Linked DNA regions of Mus musculus: regions 1, 3, 4, 5, 6 and 7 are each linked to region 2. The links are chromatin contacts, called in public HiChIP or PLAC-seq and promoter capture Hi-C maps. All regions are on one chromosome and are shown on one strand. Each heading gives the region's core, a stretch centred on a gene start, on an enhancer-like site or on the middle of the called end of the contact. The rest is flanking DNA. Distances are from core to core; before and after follow the strand shown.

Region 1 (2,700 bases), core at 92-2,591, 860 kb after region 2:
TCCTGCTCTGGTTCCCTTGTGTGGGGGCGGCCTCTCACCTCCCTCGCCTGATGGCAGGGGCTGCTGAGGAGCCTGCCCCCTTGGCACTTCTCAACACACTGAACTCAAGAGTTGCTGGCTGCAGGCAGACTCCGCAGGCCAGAGACCTTCTGGAAGGCGCTGCCTCCGCCTTGCTCATCAGCCTGTCCACAGGAGTCCCTTCTCCCTGCAAGCTGTAATGGGTGGTAGAGAGCCACCTGTGGATGCTTGAGTGGCCTGTGAACCCACAAGGGGCCTCGCTGCCTACCCCACCTACCTCCCCTATGCCTGTGTCTTACAACCAATTTATCCCCAACTAGATTACAAATAAATGAGACTCAGACTATGGTTATTTTATTTGGCTTTGACAATGACTGGGGGTGGATAACCCCTAATCTACTGTTCTAACTGCTGGCCTAGCTATTTCTACAGTGTTGTACATCTCTCATGGTGCCTTCTCCCCTCTCCTCCTCGTTCTCCCTCTTCTCCTCCTCCTCTTTAACCAGGTAACTCAAAACCCATCTAACTCTAACCCCTCCAGAAACTGGCTGTAGCCAGTTTTTATTTAACCAATAGGTTTTTGTTTTGTTTTGGTTTGGTTTGGCTTTGGTTTTTGTTTTTTGGGTTTGTTTTTGTTTTGGGGGGGGGGGGGTTCAAGACAGGGTTTCTCCGGCTGGTGAGATGGTTCAGTGGGTAAGAGCACCGACTGCTCTTCCAAAGGTACTGAGTTCAAATCCCAGCAACCACATGGTGGCTCACAACCACCCATAATGAGATCTGATACCCTCTTCTGGTGTGTTTGAAGACAGCTACAGTGAACTTATACTAATAAATACATCTTTAAAAACAAAAACAAAACAAAACAAAAAGACAGGGTTTCTCTGTATAGCCCTGGCTGTCTGGAACTCACTCTGTAGACCAGGCTGGCCTCGAACTCAGAAATCCGCCTGCCTCTGCCTCCAGAGTGCTGAGATTAAAGGCATGCGCCACCACGCCCAGCTTAACCAATAGTTTTAAATTAAAAACACCGGTTGTACAACAAAAGCTGGTAAATGTGACAATCCACTTGATCCTAGACCTTCGGGTACAGAATTTAGCATTGCAATACATAGCAACAGACCAGACCTCAGCACCTCTGTTCTTCCTCCCCACCTTGTGACCCCAGTCCATCCCAAGAACAGGCGTGGGATCGCTTGTTCAGAACAGGCACTGCAATGCCAGCTATGACCACGAGGTGGCAACAGCGCTCCTTGCTGGGACCAAAGCCAGCAGCATCCCAGGCTGATTCTAACAGACTCAGGAGGGCACCGCAAAGAGGCTGTGGGGGAAGCTGAACCACGCGGTGCCTGCCCCGCTGAGACCCAGGTCCCCCAGACTGTAAGGGACAGGCTGGGACATGCCTGGCAGGTCTTTCTGGGGATAACACCTAATGGATACTTGTTATGGGGCGGTACCTGCTGCCTGTCTGTAGAAGAAACCCAAGTCCATTGGTGCCTTCACAGCCGCCTCAAGTTCACCTTTGACCCTCGGGTCTCCCTACCACTCTACACATCTTCCTGGGAAGAAAATTGGAGTTAGGTACCCAAAGGACAAAGGCATGAGATCGTCACAACTGTAGGCCATAGCAGACTCTAGAAGTACTAGCTGTGTGGCCTGGGACAAACCACTCAGCTTTCCTCCTCCACAGAGAAGCACATAAAGGCGCTGGCTGCCAAGCCCGACGACCCCACATGATGGATGAAGAGAACTGACTCCTGCAACTTGCTCTCCGACCAGCACCGGTGTGTCATGTCAAACACACACACACAAGTAAATATAACTTTAAAAGCATTTTTCAATGCTTTATGTGTATAGATGTTTACCTACATGTATGTCTGTGTACCATGTCATACCTGGTGTCTGGTCAGAAGACGGGTCAGAGCTCAGGGAACTGGACGTTCAGGTTCTCTTCTTCCAAAGGTCCTGCCGGGCAGTGGTGGCGCACACCTTTAATCCCAGCACTCAGGAACAGAGGCAGGCGGATTTCTGAGTTCCAGGACAGCCTGGTCTACAAAGTGAGTTCCAGGACAGCCAGGGCTACATAGAGAAACCCTTTCTTGAACCCCCCCCCAAACAAAACAAAAAACAACAAAAAAACCAAAGGTCCTGAGTTCAAATCCCAGCAACCCCATGGTGGCTCACAACCATCTGTAATGGGATCTGATGCCCTCTTCTGGTGGGTCTGAAGACAGCTGCAGTGTGCTGCAGTGTGCAGCTAATAAATAAATAAATCTTTAAAAAAGAAGAAGGAGGAGGAGGAGGAAGGAGAAGAAGAAGAAGAAGAGGAAGAAGAAGAAGAAGAAGAAGAAGAAGAAGAAGAAGAAGAAGAAGAAGAAGAAGAAGAAGAAGAAGAAGAAGAAGAAGAAGAAGAAGAAAAGGAAGAAGAAGAAGAAGAAAAGGAAGAAGAAGAAGAAGAAGAAGAAGAAGAAGAAGAAGAAGAAGAAGAAAAGGAAGAAGAAGAAGAAGAAGAAGAAGAAGAAGAAGAAGAAGAAGAAGAAGAAGAAGAAGAAGAAGAAAAGGAAGAAGAAGAAGAAGAAAAGGAAGAAGAAGAAGAAGAAGAAGAAGACGAAGAAGAAGAAGACGAAGAAGACGAAGAAGAAGAAGAAGAAGAAGAAGAAGAAGAAGAAGAAGAAGAAGAAGAAG
Region 2 (2,700 bases), core at 71-2,570:
GTCTGAAAATCATTTGCAAAGATGGTACAGCTGCTGAAGGGTCCAATTAATTCAGGAATCCATTCTACTTGATGAAGAAATCAGGAGAGGTGGCTACTACGGGGAAATGGATCCACAGCCAGCACACTGGATTCAGCTGCCAGATCTCCCTTTTCATCTTGCTCTGTCTGCAAGCTTCTGCAAAACCAACCTCAGCTCAGCATGGTGCTTCACTGGCAATCCCAGCATTTGGGAGCTGTTGTGTTCCTCATAGCAAGTCCCTGGCCCCAAGGGAAAAAAAAACCTCCAAGAATTGCTCCCCTCCTCTGTGTCTCAGGAAGTTCATGGTGCAATGAGCCTACAATTCTGGCGAGCCACAATGATATTTCTGGCTAATTCCTATTCTTGTTTGTTTGTTTGTTTGTTTCGAGACAGGGTTTCCCTGTGTAGCCCTGGCTGTCCTGGTACTCACTCTGTAGAGCAGGCTGGCTTCGAACTCAGAAATCTGCCTGCCTCTGCCTCCTGAGTGCTGGGATTAAAGGCGTGTTCCACGATGCCCGGTGATAATTCCTATTCTTTTTTTTTTTAAGATTTATTTATTTATTATATGTAAGTACACTGTAGCTGTCTTCAGACACACCAGAAGAGGGAATCAGATCTTGTTACAGATGGTTGTGAGCCACCATGTGGTTGCTGGGATTTGAACTAAGGACCTTTGGAAGAGCAGTCGGGTGCTCTTACCTGCTGAGCCATCTCACCAGCCCCGATAATTCCTATTCTTATTGAAACTGTTGTGACAACTGGCGGGAATGCAAAGTAGGGCCTGGTCATCCTCAGCTGTCCATCTTCTCTGGAGATGTGACCTCTCTCAGATGGCTGTCAGATTTACTTCTGTAACTCAGACCCTGGCACTCTGTACAAGACACACAGCAGCACCAACGATTAAGAGCCTTACAACCGTGAAGTTACTTACAATGCGACTGTGATTCTTCACTTGCAGCAGAGATGGCGATTGTGAGTAGTTCATGGGCTATGGAAGAATGCAAAGCAGGAGCCTAGCATACAAGACTCTAGAACAGTAGTCCACTATTGTAGGTTTTACTTATTTATGTCTGCGCGTAAAATATAGATAAAACTGTAAATGACACATCACCAAAATGGGCCTAAGTTCTTTCCAGAAAACTCTGCTGGTCCCCTCCCCGGTGGCTGGAGGTTCATCTCAGTCAAGCCCCATGGAACCACAGCCTTGAGACTAGCCAGGTAAGGGCGGGGCTCTAGTCTAAGGGGCGGAGTCCGACGGTCGAGTCACGCCGCGCGCAAAGGGCGGGGCTTTAGCGCGCCGATCACGTGAGCCTCTGTTGACACTTCCGGGTGGGACGAGAGCGAGGCTCCGGACCGATTCGGCTGCTGGGGCGCAGGCATGGCATACCACGGCCTTACTGTGCCTTTGATCGTGATGAGCGTGTTCTGGGGCTTCGTGGGCCTCCTCGTGCCCTGGTTTATCCCCAAGGGTCCTAACCGGGGGTAAGTGCGCCAGGTCCAAGGTGGTGGGAGCGGAGGACCCCGGTGGGAGGATCACGGAGAGAAGGATCGTACGTGGAGGACTACGGCGGGAGGATGAGGCGGGGTGGACCACAGAGGGGAGGACCGCATGCGCTCCTCAGAGCCTGTCAACGTCCCCGGCTGGAGGGTGAGGTCACCTTTGGCGGCCCCTCCCGGAAGTGAATTTTAGGGAGTGCTTTTTGTCTTGATGGACTAAAAGTGTGCACTTCGACTGAAGAGAAATTAGGGCGCCTCCCAAGCCACTGTCGCTGCTTTGGTTCTGTCTTTGATGCACGGGAGGCTTTTTGCCTAAACCTCAAAGAAAGGGATCTGAGAACAGAAATCTCCCTCTCGCCCCCTTGCTGTCGCAGTTTCGGACTCAGACAAGCTTGATGCAGAGCGTTAAGTTCAGCCTTTGCAGCTAGTGGGCCCAACCCAAGCCAGGGTGAGCCTGATCTAAACGAGGTTAAATCACCCAGAGCTGAAGGCATTGTGTAGAAACCTCTGCGTCATACCTTCCAGGGCGCTCCTGCCCTTACTTGTAAACAGTATTTACAGTGGTTGGCCAAGATTTTCATTCCCCCATCTAAGGTTTGCAGAATACCGTTTTCTCTGTTTGGAGATAAACTTCTGTATTGCAGTGTAAAAACAAACCTTTTCAGAGGAGCCTAGGGCACCCTCTTTCTAGTTCCTCTTTTGAATTAAGTAATTTTTTCCCTCTCACTCAAGATCATGTGGAGGTGACACTTGATCTTAAGTAGTAGTGTGTCAGAAACGTCTCTTGCTTTAATGGTTAGACACTGAATGGTGGGTACATAGTGTTTAGCTCCACAACACTTTGTAGAGTAGACAATGTTTACTGAGTGGGCCATTTTGATTAGAGAAAGTTTTACTGTGGGTTTCTTTGTTTTGGGGGGGCTTTGGGGGGTTTGTTTGTTTGTTTGGGGGGGGGGTCAAGATAAGGTTTCTCTGTGTAGCCCTGGCCATCCTGGAACTCACTGTGTAGACCAGGCTAGCTCAAACTCAGAAATCCACCTGCCTCTGCCTCCCAAGTGCTGGGATTAAAGGTGTGCGCCACCACGCCCAGCTGAAGTTTTACTGTTTTGTGATATTGGCTTCTATTACTGTCTGGAATACACTGACTTTTAACAGTGTTTTTTCTATTAGCCTAAGAAAGCA
Region 3 (2,700 bases), core at 11-2,510, 540 kb before region 2:
GGTCGTGATTGTTTCTTCTAATGGTATGAGGCTGAATGGTCTGGGTCAGGGGCTGCTAGAGAGTCTCCAGTGCCCAGAGGCCGGAGGACCTGAGGCTGCATTAGATGGACAGAAGTGAACATGAAACTTGTCCTGGCATTTGAGGGGGGGGGCACTATCTATACCCCAGCCCCAGACCTGAGGCTCAGTGATGAGTCTAGGAGGGGAATTTGTCAGGCTTGGTCACCCTAGTAGCTATAGTTCAAGTGGTTCCTTCTCTATACATAGCAATCCTGGTCCTCGGTACTGTGCTAAGTCCTCTTAAGGGACAGGTGGCAGGGTTAGGATCACCCCAGTCAGCTGTGGGTTTAGAGTCTGAAGCCAGTACTACTGCTTTTGCCTGTGAGCCATGAAGAAGGGACAAGGCAATGAGGGAGAACAATGTCCAGAACAAAACATGGCAGTGGCACTGGCAGCAGCAGTATAAAAGCATGTAGATGGCAAGTGCAGATGCAGCCAGTATAGGGTGGTATGGGTACCAGGAGTCCTCTGGCCAAGGTGAGGTCTGGGTGGGTGCGTACTAAGCCTAGGTCACAACTTTTTGTCTGCAAAATGGACTACCTGAGAGGTGTCAGGGGCTGATTTGACTGGTAGATGACATTCTTAAGTGCAGTAATTACTTGTGTTCACATATTTCTCCTTGGGATGTGGCTGACCGAGGGTTGAGACCTGCCAAGTAGAGAGTTGTGCATCTATGTTCCTGTGGTGGGGCAAAATGGAGTTGACTCTTTGCGCTTGCAGACTTAGCAAGAGATGCCTTGCAGACATTATAAGTGTTATGTGTGTATTTGTGTGGAGGGCGACCAGCTACCCAGAAACTCTACTCTCTCAATAGCATCTGCGATCAGATATGAGTGGTCTGCCTTCAGTGTACTGGCCTAGGGTTCAGTGATGGCTGTGGTTGTTGAGCGCGCTCAGGGCTGTTTCCCATGGCACCTTTCGGGACGAGCAGTAGTCGTTGCCCCATTGGGCATCCTCCGCGGCTACGTTTCTTTTCAGCGGCACTCCTAGTTCACGCCCCGCCTTCACCACCGCAAGACAGTGCTTGGCTCCTGAGTACGCCGCAGTCCCGCCTTTCGCTCAAGACTCTGCCCCTTACTCTTCTTGTCCTCGGACTCCCACCCGCCCCGTGTTAGAAGCTCCGCCCCACACCGTGGTTCTGCCTCTACAACGAGACCCAGCCTCCGCAGCAGTCCCGCCCCACACCACGGCCCCGCCCCCGCACTTCCGGGCGGCGCCGGCGGGGGCGCTCAGGCCTGGGCTTCAGGGCTCTGGGCTCAGGCTCCCGGCTCAGGGAAGCGCTTGCGGCCGCCGCCGCAGGAGCCTGCTGGGGTCGGGCTGGAGCCTGGTTCCAGAGAGGGCTGGTGAGAGTGAGCAGCCGGTTTTGGCGGCGCTCTGCGGCCTGCCTTGCGCCGCCTCCGGGCCACGGGTCGCCGAGCCGCCGCCGCCGCCGCGATGGGGGCCCCCCAGGGCCGCGCCCCCGCCGTGGCCCGCCCGCTGAGCCGCCGCTGAGCGCATGGGCCTCGCCGGGCCGGGAGCCAGGCCCCGGGCCGCGCCTCCACAGCCGCCGCGCGCTGGTGAGTAGTGGGAGCCGACGGGCGCGCTCCTGTGGCGCGGAGGCCTGCTGCCCGGGGCTGCGGGAGTAGGCCGCGCTAGGCCGGCGTACGCGGACCCGGAAGAGAGGGGCGCGCGGGTTGCGGGCGGGAGGCGTGCCGGAGCGCGGCCCCTGATGTGCGAGGTTGTGCCCGGCGTAGGGAGACCTGAGATCCAAGGGGACGTTGAGCGGAAGAGGTGGCAGGCTCCGCAGTATGAGTAGAGGCGTGGGGACTGCATGGTATGCTAGGTATATATGAGGAGAAGGGCTTGGGGGTGGGGGGGGCGATGTGCCAGGGACAGGACGATAGTAGGGCATGGGGAAAGCAAGGCCTGTTTGAACAGGACCAGGGACTAAGGAAAAGCAAGGATTCTAAGAATGATGTACAGGTGGGTGTGTGTCTGCCGAGTGTGGTGTACTGTTGATGGGTCTGGGACACATTTAGGATATGGGTGAGTGGGTGCTGAGAAGCTGCTGGTGCTAGACTGTGTGTGTGTCTTCCTTTGCGCTATCCCCTAGTCCCTATGAAAAAGTAAAGTAGGGACGAGTAAGAACAATCCAAGGAGGGCACTCTCTGGTGTGGTTTGGCTTGCCAGATAACCACTTGTCCTGGTGTTCATTGCCTTACTTAATAATGCTCCCCCCAAACAAAACAAATTCACCCAAAACCAAAGCCCAGAGCGAGCATTTTTAGTTGGGCATAAGGATTTTTTTCGGCTCATCTGAAGATAACTTGTAAAGAGTTCGCAATAACTGTGTACTCCTCCCCTTTACTCCAATGCGTTCCTTTACTCACAGTCCGTTTTGGAGAACATGGAGTCTGACTTTACCTGAGAGAGGCAGTACTAGCTGGTTTCAGTTTTAGAGCCCACTTCAGGGCCGAGAAAATATAGGGAGCACAGAGATTTTGTTTGATTTTTCAGCAGTATTGACTTGTCCTACATCTTTCAGAGAAACACCGTTACGACTTTATGTGATGGGGGACTGCACTAGATATGAAATGAGAGTCCTGACCTTTCAAGAATTTAATCAATGGCTCGTTAGTATGATAGTCATATTATTACTTC
Region 4 (2,700 bases), core at 169-2,668, 830 kb before region 2:
CTTCTCAATGGTGGTCTCCTCAGACACATCGTACACCACACACACTACATTTGCCTAAAGGAAAGCAAGGCACAGGGTAAGCATAGTCTGCCGGCTCACTATGGACAGTACAGGCCACTCCTGGCCATGTCCCGGGTGCTCACAGCAGGATGGGTAGGGCTCTGAGGCCAGGAAAGTCCACCTTTGCCAAGCAGGCCTCTCCCTGCCAACACTCCCTAAGAGACACCAGACCCTAGCACCATGGCTCTAGACAGCACATCCTGGACTTATGACAGACCTATCACACGCAGGTTACAGTCCCAAGGCAGGTCTCTCTCACTTTCTATCTCAGTACAAGCAGCAAGGATGCTGCAGATGCAAGCAAGGAGACACTGCACCCTGACCAAGTGACCAAGTGACCTGCACCTATAGGACACAAAGAAGGCTGAAGGACTGCATTCAGGAACATAGTAAACTCTGGCATCAGGGAACGCCTAGTTAAGATGGCATCCACTACAGCCTAGGGAGGAATAGTACTGGGGAACCGAAGTATGTTAAGGAAAAGCAATGAAGGGTGTGTGTGTGTGTGTGTGTGTGTGTGTGTGTGTGTGTCTGCTCCCCTCAGACCCTGGGATGGATCACTAATGGCAGTACTGGCCAGGTCCTGATTCCCAGAAAGCTATGATCTGGAAAAGCCAACAATACTCAGCCGTGAAGGTCACAGCTGAATTATCAGGGTCAAGCAGAGTCACCTAATCCAGCCGCCAGGAAAGGAAGCCGATTAAGACTAGATGGCAGCAAGTTAGGACCAAAGAATTGGGCTCAGTACCCAAGGGCCTGCAAGATGCACCGCACCTTGTGGATCTCCTCCTGAAGTTCTTCCTCTGTCTGCTCCGCTTCTAAAAGGAAAAAGAATGCTATGTAGAATGGCTGTTGCGCTCGATTCAGACCGGCTGCAGGCTCAATACACACCGGCTGGGGGGCAGCATTTGGAGATAGATACCTGAGTAATCCACGATATGAGTGGGCACCTTCTCCGGGGTGACGTCGGCGGGGATGGTTATCTCCTCCGCGCGGGCAGGGACCTGCAACAGGTGGGTCAGTATTGAATGCGGAGCGGCTGCCCAGAGCCTGGCATCCGCCCTAAGTGCCCAGTCCGCCCCGCGCACCTCCTCGGGAAACTCCTCGCCGACCAGCGACAGGATCAGAGACGTCTTCCCCACCTGGGCTGCGCGGGGAGAGGGAACAGTAGTCAGGAGCACCGCCGAGGTCACGGCGACCCTACCGGTCTTCCCGCGGCCCCAGCGCACCTACCCTCGCCCAGCAGCAGGATGCGAACATCGCGCCGCATGGCTGCTGCCCGCAGCAGCACCCCAAACCCACCCCTCCCGGCCCGGCCCGGCCCAAGTAGACCCAATCCCAACCCCAACCCTCTCCTTCAACCCGCTCAGGCCCCCGCACTTCCTGTCTTCAGTACCGCCCTCACCCAAGCTTCCGGTCCCGCCCACACAGCACCAGCTAGTGGTTGGGCTAAGGCAAGGCGCCCGCGCCCGCCTGCCAGTAGAGTGTTCCTGACTCTGCAGGTGGTGCAAACAACTCAGACTCAACGGGCTCCTCGGGAGGAAAGGGTGAGCTCAGGCCAGAAGTGATGCAAAGACACAATTTATGGGACAATAAAACAATGTATCGCTATAATAAATGCCAGTGTTTATTTCCTTAAACTGTACAAAATAAAAACAATAAAACAACCTTCATGTGAAAAACAACCCAGTATGCCAAGTTTTGTGTAGGAGGGAGTGGTTCTGAGGGTCAAAACCACACTTCACAGATTCTAAGTCACTGCCACACCCTCAGCCTCCTTGAATCTTTTCAGATTTCACCCAAATTCCAAACAATGCAGTTCTGAAGCCTGTCCCAGCCATCCTGGCTCGGCATACAGCAATCCACAGTCTGGCTTTTCTGCCTATGTTCCTAGCAATAGCTCAGGGATCGGTGACTTCCCACACCAGGATCTCGTTGTGAGCAGCTGTGAAGAGCAGTCTGCCAGATGGAGTGAACCTACACAGGTGGACCGAGTCATCATGGCCTTCCAAGTCCTGGGCAGTCCCTGACGCACAGTCTAGGAGCCTCATCATGCACTCTGTGGGTAGATGACAGGGTGCTCTGAGTACTGACACCTTGCTGGGAACCTTGCTGAGGGGAGCAGGGCCATGACATCTACGCCCCCAAACCTGCTATGGCTGAGGACTGTCAAAGCTGCCCTCTCTATGTGTGTCGACCAGCACTCACCAGCAAAACCAACCACCATGAGCTGAGATCCTGGGGACAGGCTCAAAGACATGGCAAAGAAGGGCAGAGGTGTCTTCTGTATCACCTGTAGGAAAACAATATGACACTGAGGTCTCCTGCCAGGGACAAAGCCCAGGCTCCATGGCCTTCTAACCCTATGACACAGCCCTGGATGTCCACCTACAGAGCAGTGATCGCACAAACCTGCTTCTGACGGAGGCTGTAGAAGATGACCTCCTCATGTGCACCCAGGCCCACACACACCAGTATCGCCTTATCCCAAGGGCAGAAGGCAGCAAGAGAGGGGGGCAGGAGGCCTGGAGCCTGTGGAAAGCAGTATGTTGTGCTGGGTTGTGCAGACTCCAATCCCCACCCACATGACCGTGGAACTCTTACCTCTGAGACAGCAGGTGCAGGAAAGCTCAACCATTC
Region 5 (2,700 bases), core at 51-2,550, 840 kb after region 2:
AGGGGACACGGTTGCCCGCGGGCTCGGGGAAGCGACCCTGGAGCAGGGACCTCCCCCGCCACACGCGCGCTCACACAGAGCCCTTAGAGACGCTCGGTTCACCAGGGTTTCAGAGAGGGTTCGGTCCCAAGTGTCCAGAGAAAGCCTGACCTCAGGTCCCGGGGCTGCGGAGAGACCCCAGACCTGCAGCGCCACCGCAAACCACGGCGGCGGCTGCAGGCGGGAGGCGCTTCGGCTCCAGCCAGTGGCGAAGGTGGTGCCGGGGCTGGATGCGGTTCTCAGAGCAGGGAGCCTCAACACGGGGCTGGCGCTGCCCTCTGGCCGAGGACCACGGCGCAAAGGCGCACACCGCGCCCCGCGCCCCCACAGCCTAGCCTCTCCGCAGAGGGGACGCGCGGCTGTCACCGTCCCCATCGGGACCAACTCCACCTGTCATCAGTGCAGCCCCGTCACAGCCCCCATCCCACTTTCCCCCAGACCCGCAGACAACACTGCCCCATCCCTGAGGGGGCAGCGGAGGGGCGGCCCCAGCCCGGAGGGAAGCCCCTGTCCCTGGGTCCTGCGCCCTCCTCCTGGAACTAGGGAGAGCTCGCAGAGGCCACCTCCTCAAACGCCGGGGTCCCCGCCGCAGCCCGCGCTCCCGGAGGCCGGAGGGCATCGTCCCCTCCGCCCGTGCCCCTCGGGCCACAACTCACCGCGCATCGGCGAGGTGAACGCCACGGCTAGGGGTCGGCTGCGCCCGGGAAGTGCAGGGAGGCGGCGGCCAGCTCTTAGCTGCTCGCGGTGCCGGGAGCCCGGGCCGCGGCGGGTGGCGCTGACGCTGCGGACCAAACCGGGCGCCGAGCCGCCGGCGGTCCCGGGCGCGGCGGGGAGGAGCTGGCGGCCGCTTTGGCCGGAGCCTCGGAGCAACGAGCGGTGGCGCTCGGCTGCTGCTCCCGGGAAGCTGGAGCTGGGAGCGGCCGCCACGGTGCCCGTGCTGCTGCTGCTGCCGCTGCCGCCGCCGCCGCCGCCGCGGAGCCCGAGAGCGCGGGCGAGGCGGTGCGGGGCGCTGCGTGCGCCGAGGATCGGGGCTGGGGAGCGAGCGCAGCCGGCCGGGGTGCGGGCACCTGACGGCGGCGGCGGCGGCGAGGAGAAAATGGGAGCGTGCGAGCCTAGCACAGGGAGCCGAGCGGCGCGGGAGGGGCGCGAGCGCCGGGAGCGCGGGCCGAGGGCCGAGGGGGCCGCACGGCTCCCGGCGCCCACCGCCCTGCCGCACCGCACGCGCGAGCCCAGCCCGCAAGTTTGCGCCGCGAGTGCGGGGCGAGCGCACCACGCTTCCGCCGGCCTTTTAAAGAGCGAGAGCCCGGGTCCACCCCCACACACCCGCACCTCCACCTCCGGAAGCTGGGACTCGCCACCCCTCCACGCCCTCCCCGCCGGCGGCTCCCGCTCCCTCCGCACCCGGTTGTCGCCCGCTCCCGGAAGCCTCCCCTCTTACACTCCTCCTACCCACCCCCCAATCAGCCCCGTGAGCGCGCCATCTCACTACCCGGGCACCCCAAAGACGCGGCGAAGATCCCTCCTCACCCACACAAGTCGAGGGTCAGGGAACCCAGTTTCCCGTCGCACACCCTGCAAAGTACAGCAGAGCCTAGGGACCCTTAGGGGCGAGCCGTACCCACTCGGTGCGTCACTGGAACCCCCCACCCGCGGGGCCGCTTCTCATAGCCGCGCACACACGTGGCGTGTGCCCCCCTGCGGCATGCTCATTTGCACATTTCTGTCATAGCATGCCAAGGAAGGAAACTGAGGCCCAGAGACGTCAATCCACCTGCCCAGGTCTCACGATCTGTGGAGAGGAGCGCTTTTACCCTGAAGCACTAACACCCCAGAGCCCCCAAAATAGGGGAGCAATTTACACACACACACACCCGATCCACTGAACACGGTGTAACAGGTGGCCTGAACTAGCCCCAAGAAGAGTTCCTCAGCTCAAGAGGTTGGCAGCTCGCTGCCCCCTTCCCCTCGCGTGGGCTTTGATGATCCCGGAAGGGTGCCTTCGAGGCAGGCCTAGAGGAAGGCAGGGACAGACCACGCAATCCTTGAAGAGCTGCAAACAGGCCCAGACTGCAGAAGTGGCTTCCCCGGGAGCCCCAAGAAGTGGCGAGCCTCATCCTGGGTGCTACCGTGCTGGGGAGCCAGGGGAGTGGGTGGCTGCTAACAGCTGGAGAGGGGGCCAGGGCGCAGAGTGCCACCTGGTGTTCACTGTGCCCAGGCCTGAGACACTCCGCCATCCTGACTGCTAGACCCCCTGATTTCCAAAGAACCTAGAGGAATGCTTGGGAGAGTCCAGGACTAGCAAGGCCCGAGCTATCTCTGTCTGCTTCTCTCCCTGATCCCCTACCAATGCAGGCCTCCATCGCCAGCTCTCCAGACCATGAAGGCCAGCGCGGTGACTGTTCACCACCGTTCATGCAGTGCCTGGCCCCGGGCCTGGACCCCATTGAGCTTAGGAGTGTTTGGTGTATGAATAACTGTTGTCAAACTGTGTACTCTTGTTGTTGTCACATGGAATGACCCAAATACATGTCTCCTTTACCAAGTCGGCCCGCGGTTTCTGAGAGAAGTGTGCAGATTGTTCGTTCATCTATGCTTTGTCGTGTGTAACTGACACCACTCACAGCGACAGGGCCATCTCCACGTCCCTGGGTCCTCATCCAG
Region 6 (2,700 bases), core at 5-2,504, 730 kb before region 2:
CTGAGAGAACTCAAGTTGAGGCAAATCCCCACCCTCACTCCCATCTCAGCCTCCGGATGCACTGAAGTGTAAGAAGGAGTGTGCTTACACTGGGCTGCTGGGATCCCAGCAGCAGAAAATGATGATGAAAGAGCAGGCGATCGATACAAGAGGTGAGAGGCTGGAGCGAGAAGGCAAAAACCTGGGATGCGTGAAGGCCTTTAAAGATGCTGATTAAAAGAACAGCCCAAGCCTGGAAAAGCTACCTTTGCTAAGAAGGAGTCAGTTCCCTCCCCGACAGCCCATTCCCAGGAGGGTTAAATAAGAGGCCCCAGGAAGTCTCTTCACAGAACTCCAAGTCAGACTTCAGCAGCAGAGCTACTGCTTACTTCCCCTGCAAGGAACAGGCTTGAGGGATGGCCAGCCCAGTTAAGAGAGACCTGGGACACATCATAGCTGAAACATTACTTTGTGAATCTTTGAGAGGGTTCATATTTACCCCACGTTCAAACAACAACAACAACAACAAAACCACTTTTCTGACTAGGGATGTAGTCAGTTGGTATGGAGCCTACCTAGCCTGCACCAGACCCTGTGTTGAGTCCCCAGAACCTCATAGACCAGTAGTAGCAGTGCATATCTGTAATCAGGAGGTGGCCAAAGGACAATCAAAAATTCAAGGTCATCCTTTGCTACACTAGGATTTTGAGGCCAACCTAGCCTAAAAGAGAACCTGCACAGAAACACATTTTCCGCCTCTGTAAATGCTTTCCTTTTTCATTTCAAAAGGAGGGGGTAATCTGTTTCTGATCTTTACTGGAGTGGATAAATATGAGCCTCTCAGCCAGTGCCCCAGGAATCTTCCAGCCAGTTCCCGGCCTGGAGGGGAGGAGGGGCCTCTCGGTGCCCTCAAGTTCCGGAGAGCAGGCCCAGACCCACAACGGGTGCCGCTGAGCCTGGAGGTCAGCTGCGTGGGTGGCCGCCTCTCCCTCTATCCCGGCCTCAGGTTTCCCATCTCAGAGTCTTTAGGACCAAGAGGCCTGCGCTACCTCGGGATTTCCTCCTCTTCCTCTCCCGGCCCCGCCACCCGCTAGTGCTCACCAGCTGGTCCCCGGGGCCGCGTCCCCGAGCGGTAGGGAAGGAACTGGGTTGGGCACTGCGTTCGGCGGGCCCGGGAGGACGACCGTGCTTGCGGCTCCCAGGCCCGCCGCGGGACATCAGCACCATTTCCGCCGGCTCCGCGGCGTTGTCGCGCGACGGTCCGGTCCCCAAACATGCCCGGGCTGTCCATCGCCTGAGCCCGAGAGTTCCGCGCGCGCGGCTCCTGTCATCAAAGCTACCCTCGCTGTAAATATCCTGAAAGGTCCGGTGGATCCAGCCTTTGAGGACCATGGTAGCCGCTTTGTTCTTACCGCCTGGCCTCCTAAACCCAGGCCCTTCCATCTGTTTCTATCCATTGCGAGTAGGGTGCATGCAGACCCGTGTGGGCCGCATAGTCTGAAAGCAATACCCCTAACAACGCAGTAACTAGTGTTTATTGAGCATCTACTTACAAGCAAAGTTTCTTTCATTGTCCATTAATCCCCCACAACATAATGAACAGGGCATATTGATTTAGCCTGCAGGAGTGACATGTGTGTTGACCTCAACGTCCAGATGACAGGCTGGGTGCCACCCCACACCCTAAAGGAGCAAAAGCAAGGAGCTTTTTCTTGCTTCTTCCCACATGAAGAACATGGGTGAGACCAGATTCTCAATGAGTAAGCTCTTCAAACACACACACACACACACACACACACACACACACACACACACACCCCTCCCCTTCCAGATCTCATCTGTAACATGGGAGGAAAGGCTACTGTTTTCCTGTCTTGAATGGAAGGGTATGAAAGAACCTGTGCTACCCAGAACCGTCCCAGCACCCCACCTAAGTGCTCAAAAGTGGTTTGGACCTGGATTGAAGGGAAAACTGAAGGTATCTTTCAAAACAGGGAGTGTCCAGTAGAGGACCTGCCCTTGCTATGTGCCCTACCAGGACACATGTTGGCCTTACCCCTCTGATTTGCCTACTCCTTACCTCTCTGTTGGGCCCAGAGTGCTGTTGGAGGCTCAAGAATGGGAATATTTTTGAAGCTGGGGGGAACACTAAGGGACCACACCCTTCCCCTAAACTGCCCAACCCAGCCTAGCCACACCCTCCCTGCCTGCCTGCCTGCCTGCCTCTGATTAGGATGTAGGGGTTGGACACCTGGCAGGAGATCTTGCCTAGCTATCTGCTGGCAGACAGCCTCAGCACCCAGGATCTATAGCTTCAAGTGTTGCCTCAAAGCTCAGGCCTCCCGAGACCCAAGCTAGCAGAGCCAGGGACTGAGTGGCCCTTGGGTTTTAGGGGCATGAAAACCTATGAGCATACTTAATAGGGAAGTGGAGATGGCCCAGTTTAGAACCTCATCAAGAAATGGTGATTCATGGTTTCTGTGTAGACAGGGGCACTTGCCAAGAGGAAATCACAAAGCCAGCTAAGACCAGGTATCAGGAAGACGGCTCAGCAGGCCCCAAGGAGCCTACCAACCTTCCATGATAGTACAAAGGACTCAGGCCCGGCCAGTCCTAGCAAGGGGCAATTTCCCCCAGAGCCTACCCCTCAGGCCATCTCCCCCAGATACTGGTACAACTTGATGCAGTTGTCCCCTGCATCTGCCACCACTAGTTGGCCCT
Region 7 (2,700 bases), core at 107-2,606, 560 kb before region 2:
ATGTGACCACAGTCACTTTCAGTAGGGGTGACCACTTTATATATGCATCTACCATTAGAACAGTGGGTGGATGCAGCCCCACACTTCAGTGAACCCTGGCAGGATAACAAAGGAAATAGTTTTCCTACAGGCTGGGGCTATTTTTGGAGAGTTCGGAGGCTCCTTGGGGACATTCCTTAATTTGGGCCCCATCTCCCCAAAGAGCTTTTTGATCTTTGTTTGGCAAAAGGATAAATATGCTCCAACTTTTTAACATTCTCTAACACAGGAGGTGGTCCTGTTGTTCTAATTTGCATAATGTTTTAGGAATCCTGTAGCATGTAGCACTTTGACTTTTTTCCCCCAGCTTTTCAAAACAGGGTTTCTCTGAGTACCTGGAACTCAGAGGTTGGTCTGTCTCTGCCTCCCAAGTGCTGGGATTAAAGGTGTGCACCATGACCACCCTGGTCCCTTATCACTTTCCTGAAAAGGCAGGTAATACTGATGTGGGGAGCACTTTACTAGTATCTGTAGGTCAGGCTGGCCTCACTCTTGGTGATTTTCTTGTTCTAGCCTTGCCAGCACTGGGACTTCAGCTGAGATCCACTGTACTCAGCTTTTCATGATAGGCTGCAACCTGACCTGGTGTTATTTATAATTTTTTTTTCTCAAGACAGGGTTTCTCTGTGTAATAGCTTTGGCTGTCCTGGACTTTATTTGTAAACTACCCTGGCCTTGAACTCAGAGGTCTGCCTGCCTTTGCCTCCCCAGTGCTGGAATTAAAGGCACGGGCCACAAATGTTTGGCTTATTTTTGTACGCATGTTTTTAGTGCATTGTTTTACTTTTGTTGTTGCATCGAACCCCTCTGAAAAAAGCCTCAACTTCTCTTTTTGGGCTTTCAGTTTGCAACCACATCTTTAACATGTTTGGAATATATCCCTTTGGTACCCAGAGTAGTTCATCTGACACTGACATGAAACTCGGTTACTCAAAGTGCACCTTCCCGTTTCCATTTGGTCTCTTATACTTTTGCGGCAGTTTATGGTTATGGTGTGAGGGGTCCTGAGAGCAGCTGGAGGTTCGGTTCTTCCAGGCAAGGTCAGAGTGCACCTTCGGGCGTATATGTCACGTATACGTGACATCTGTCGTCTGGTACCCCAAAGCGTTCGACAGGACCCTTCATCCTTTGCCGCCCACCCCCTCAAGCTGAGTGATCCCCAGTGAATCCGTGTCCCCTTCCAATGAGACCTTTTCGGCCCCCTGCTGTTCGCCTCCACTCTGGCCAAGGTGACGCGGTCCAGCATCCTCAGGAACCTAGACCGCAGGCCGGCTCCCTGCGGGGCGGGGCCTCGGAGGCGGAAGTGCCCGGGGCGCTGGCGGCAGGTCTATCGGAGCCATGGGAGCTCCGGGCAGAGGCAGTGGCGGCGGCCGCAGAGGCGGCGGGGGCTGCCCAGGCGGGGGCGAGCGGCGCGGGACGCGGGAGGGGTAGCTCGGGCTGAGCGCCGAGCCATGGGCCGGGTTGGGGCCGGGGGCACAGCGCGGGAGGCAGCGACCGGGTCACTGCTGCTGCTGCTGCTGCTCCTGGCTCGGCCTCCGCCTGCCGCCGCCAGCAACAGCAAGGAGAGCGGTGAGCCCGCGGGCCTACAGCGCCATCCGCGGCGCGGGCCGGGGGCGGGCGGGAGGCGGGGATTGTGACTCACGGGGGGCACCTGTGCGTTCACCTGGCGCGGCGTTGAAACGAGGTTCTCATCTTGGGTTGCGCCCCCTGCGGGGCATCCGGGCCAGAAAAACCCCCATGCCCGCTTTTCCGTTCCGGGCCCGCCGAGTTCGCTCACTTGGAGCGGATTCTACCGGTCCGTCTCTCCTGTGCTTTAGAGACGCGACTGTGGCACCCAAGAGCTGGGAGGTAGAGGAACCTATCTCCGAAGAATAGCTGAACCGTGGTGACGCAAGGGACAGTATCTGGTAGAAGGGTTGAGCTAGAGAAAGTTGGGCAGACCCTGGACTAGGGGGGGTCTAACCAGCATTATGTTCCTAATCCAATCCCAGGAAGGTCACTCTTGATTGCTGATTTTGCTTCTCACCGACTGTGCTGCCAGCTGGCCCTAGAGAAGCTGGCTGACCAGAATGGATGTAAAGAAAGGGTACTCCCTTATAGGGGAGCTTCCTAACTGCTTTTTGTTATTTCTGCTCCGCAAGTGGGAACGCACTGGACTACAGTTTAAGGAGGCAGTTAGATCTTTGACCCTCTGTGTTCTGCCTACCCGCAGACATTTAGAAATAGGAAAGATGAGTACTTTCCCTTCTCTTGCCCGGCGGGAAACTCCCCGGGAGACCTTTGTGCTACCTGGTGTTCCTTGGACCTTTCCGGATGTTGACTGTACCTCCCATTTCCACCCCCTCCTCCCTTGGAGCTCTTGTTTCTTTCTTTTTTATTTATTTATTTATTTACTTATTTATTTATTTTTATTATATGTAATTACACTGTAGCTGTCTTCAGACACTCCGGAAGAGGGAGTCAGATCTCATTACGGATGGTTGTGAGCCACCATGTGGTTGCTGGGATTTGAACTTCGGACCTTCGGAAGAGCAGTCGGGTGCTCTTACCCACTGAGCCATCTCACCAGCCCCTTGTTTCTTTTTTTAAAGATTTATTTATTTATTATATGTAAGTACACTGTAGCTGTCTTCAGACACTCCAGAAGGGGGAGTCAAATCT

What was found. Promoter capture Hi-C pulls out the DNA fragments that hold promoters and counts their contacts. HiChIP or PLAC-seq counts read pairs in DNA pulled down with a chosen protein or histone mark.
Region 1: an H3K4me3 HiChIP or PLAC-seq map of bone marrow-derived macrophages shows a contact between it and region 2, with 3 times the contacts expected there. The contact joins the enhancer-like site here to the promoter of Atp6v0e in region 2. A contact is called at or near these places in 1 of 484 Hi-C or Micro-C datasets (the N1E-115 cell line) and 3 of 115 datasets of contacts at active chromatin or transcription factors (bone marrow-derived macrophages, pancreatic cancer cells and pro-B cells).
Region 3: an H3K4me3 HiChIP or PLAC-seq map of bone marrow-derived macrophages shows a contact between it and region 2, with 3 times the contacts expected there. The contact joins the promoter of Axin1 here to the promoter of Atp6v0e in region 2. A contact is called at or near these places in 1 of 39 promoter capture datasets (the 3T3-L1 cell line) and 1 of 115 datasets of contacts at active chromatin or transcription factors (bone marrow-derived macrophages).
Region 4: a contact with region 2 is called in a promoter capture Hi-C map of pre-B cells, with 3 times the contacts expected there. The contact joins the promoter of Rhot2 here to the promoter of Atp6v0e in region 2.
Region 5: a promoter capture Hi-C map of hippocampal neurons shows a contact between it and region 2, with 2.6 times the contacts expected there. The contact joins the promoter of Grm4 here to the promoter of Atp6v0e in region 2. A contact is called at or near these places in 1 of 39 promoter capture datasets (hippocampal neurons), 1 of 484 Hi-C or Micro-C datasets (the N1E-115 cell line) and 2 of 115 datasets of contacts at active chromatin or transcription factors (astrocytes and pro-B cells).
Region 6: an H3K4me3 HiChIP or PLAC-seq map of bone marrow-derived macrophages shows a contact between it and region 2, with 2.7 times the contacts expected there. The contact joins the promoter of Pigq here to the promoter of Atp6v0e in region 2. A contact is called at or near these places in 1 of 39 promoter capture datasets (liver), 1 of 115 datasets of contacts at active chromatin or transcription factors (bone marrow-derived macrophages) and 1 of 9 other capture datasets (pancreatic islet).
Region 7: a contact with region 2 is called in a promoter capture Hi-C map of liver, with 2.4 times the contacts expected there. The contact joins the promoter of Pgap6 here to the promoter of Atp6v0e in region 2. A contact is called at or near these places in 6 of 39 promoter capture datasets (the 3T3-L1 cell line, the HPC-7 cell line, cranial neural crest and 2 more) and 1 of 115 datasets of contacts at active chromatin or transcription factors (the SCID.adh cell line).

What each region holds. Positions count from the first base shown.
Region 1 is chr17:27,533,645-27,536,344 of GRCm38.p6, forward strand. No RefSeq gene overlaps it. Among named protein-coding and RNA genes, the nearest start is that of Hmga1, 22 kb to the right of the region's middle. Within about 2 kb of position 1,342, at least 18 of the 459 cell types and tissues checked have an H3K27ac peak or open chromatin away from gene starts, as enhancers often do. A contact at or near this core is called in bone marrow-derived macrophages and pancreatic cancer cells, where this site is marked.
Region 2 is chr17:26,675,076-26,677,775 of GRCm38.p6, forward strand. Atp6v0e (ATPase, H+ transporting, lysosomal V0 subunit E) reads left to right here and starts at 1,321. Exons shown (of 4, transcript NM_025272.2): 1 at 1,321-1,503. The coding sequence starts at 1,400.
Region 3 is chr17:26,137,426-26,140,125 of GRCm38.p6, forward strand. Axin1 (axin 1) reads left to right here and starts at 1,261. Exons shown (of 11, transcript NM_009733.2): 1 at 1,261-1,616. Gm46600 (a long non-coding RNA gene) reads right to left here and starts at 1,327. Exons shown (of 3, transcript XR_001782196.2): 1 at 976-1,327.
Region 4 is chr17:25,843,107-25,845,806 of GRCm38.p6, forward strand. It overlaps Rhot2 (ras homolog family member T2), which reads right to left and starts at 1,419. Exons shown (of 19, transcript NM_145999.3): 1 at 1,294-1,419; 2 at 1,149-1,207; 3 at 983-1,064; 4 at 835-878; 5 at 1-54. The coding sequence starts at 1,330. It overlaps Wdr90 (WD repeat domain 90), which reads right to left. Exons shown (of 41, transcript NM_001163766.1): 38 at 2,665-2,700; 39 at 2,473-2,592; 40 at 2,269-2,353; 41 at 1,628-2,119. The coding sequence ends at 1,962.
Region 5 is chr17:27,512,097-27,514,796 of GRCm38.p6, forward strand. Grm4 (glutamate receptor, metabotropic 4) reads right to left here and starts at 1,301. Exons shown (of 11, transcript NM_001291045.2): 1 at 696-1,301.
Region 6 is chr17:25,940,735-25,943,434 of GRCm38.p6, forward strand. It overlaps Pigq (phosphatidylinositol glycan anchor biosynthesis, class Q), which reads right to left and starts at 1,255. Exons shown (of 11, transcript NM_011822.4): 1 at 1,081-1,255. Nhlrc4 (NHL repeat containing 4) reads right to left here. Exons shown (of 2, transcript NM_001039038.2): 2 at 1,499-2,700. The coding sequence ends at 2,627.
Region 7 is chr17:26,111,960-26,114,659 of GRCm38.p6, forward strand. It overlaps Pgap6 (post-glycosylphosphatidylinositol attachment to proteins 6), which reads left to right and starts at 1,357. Exons shown (of 13, transcript NM_021793.2): 1 at 1,357-1,608. The coding sequence starts at 1,491.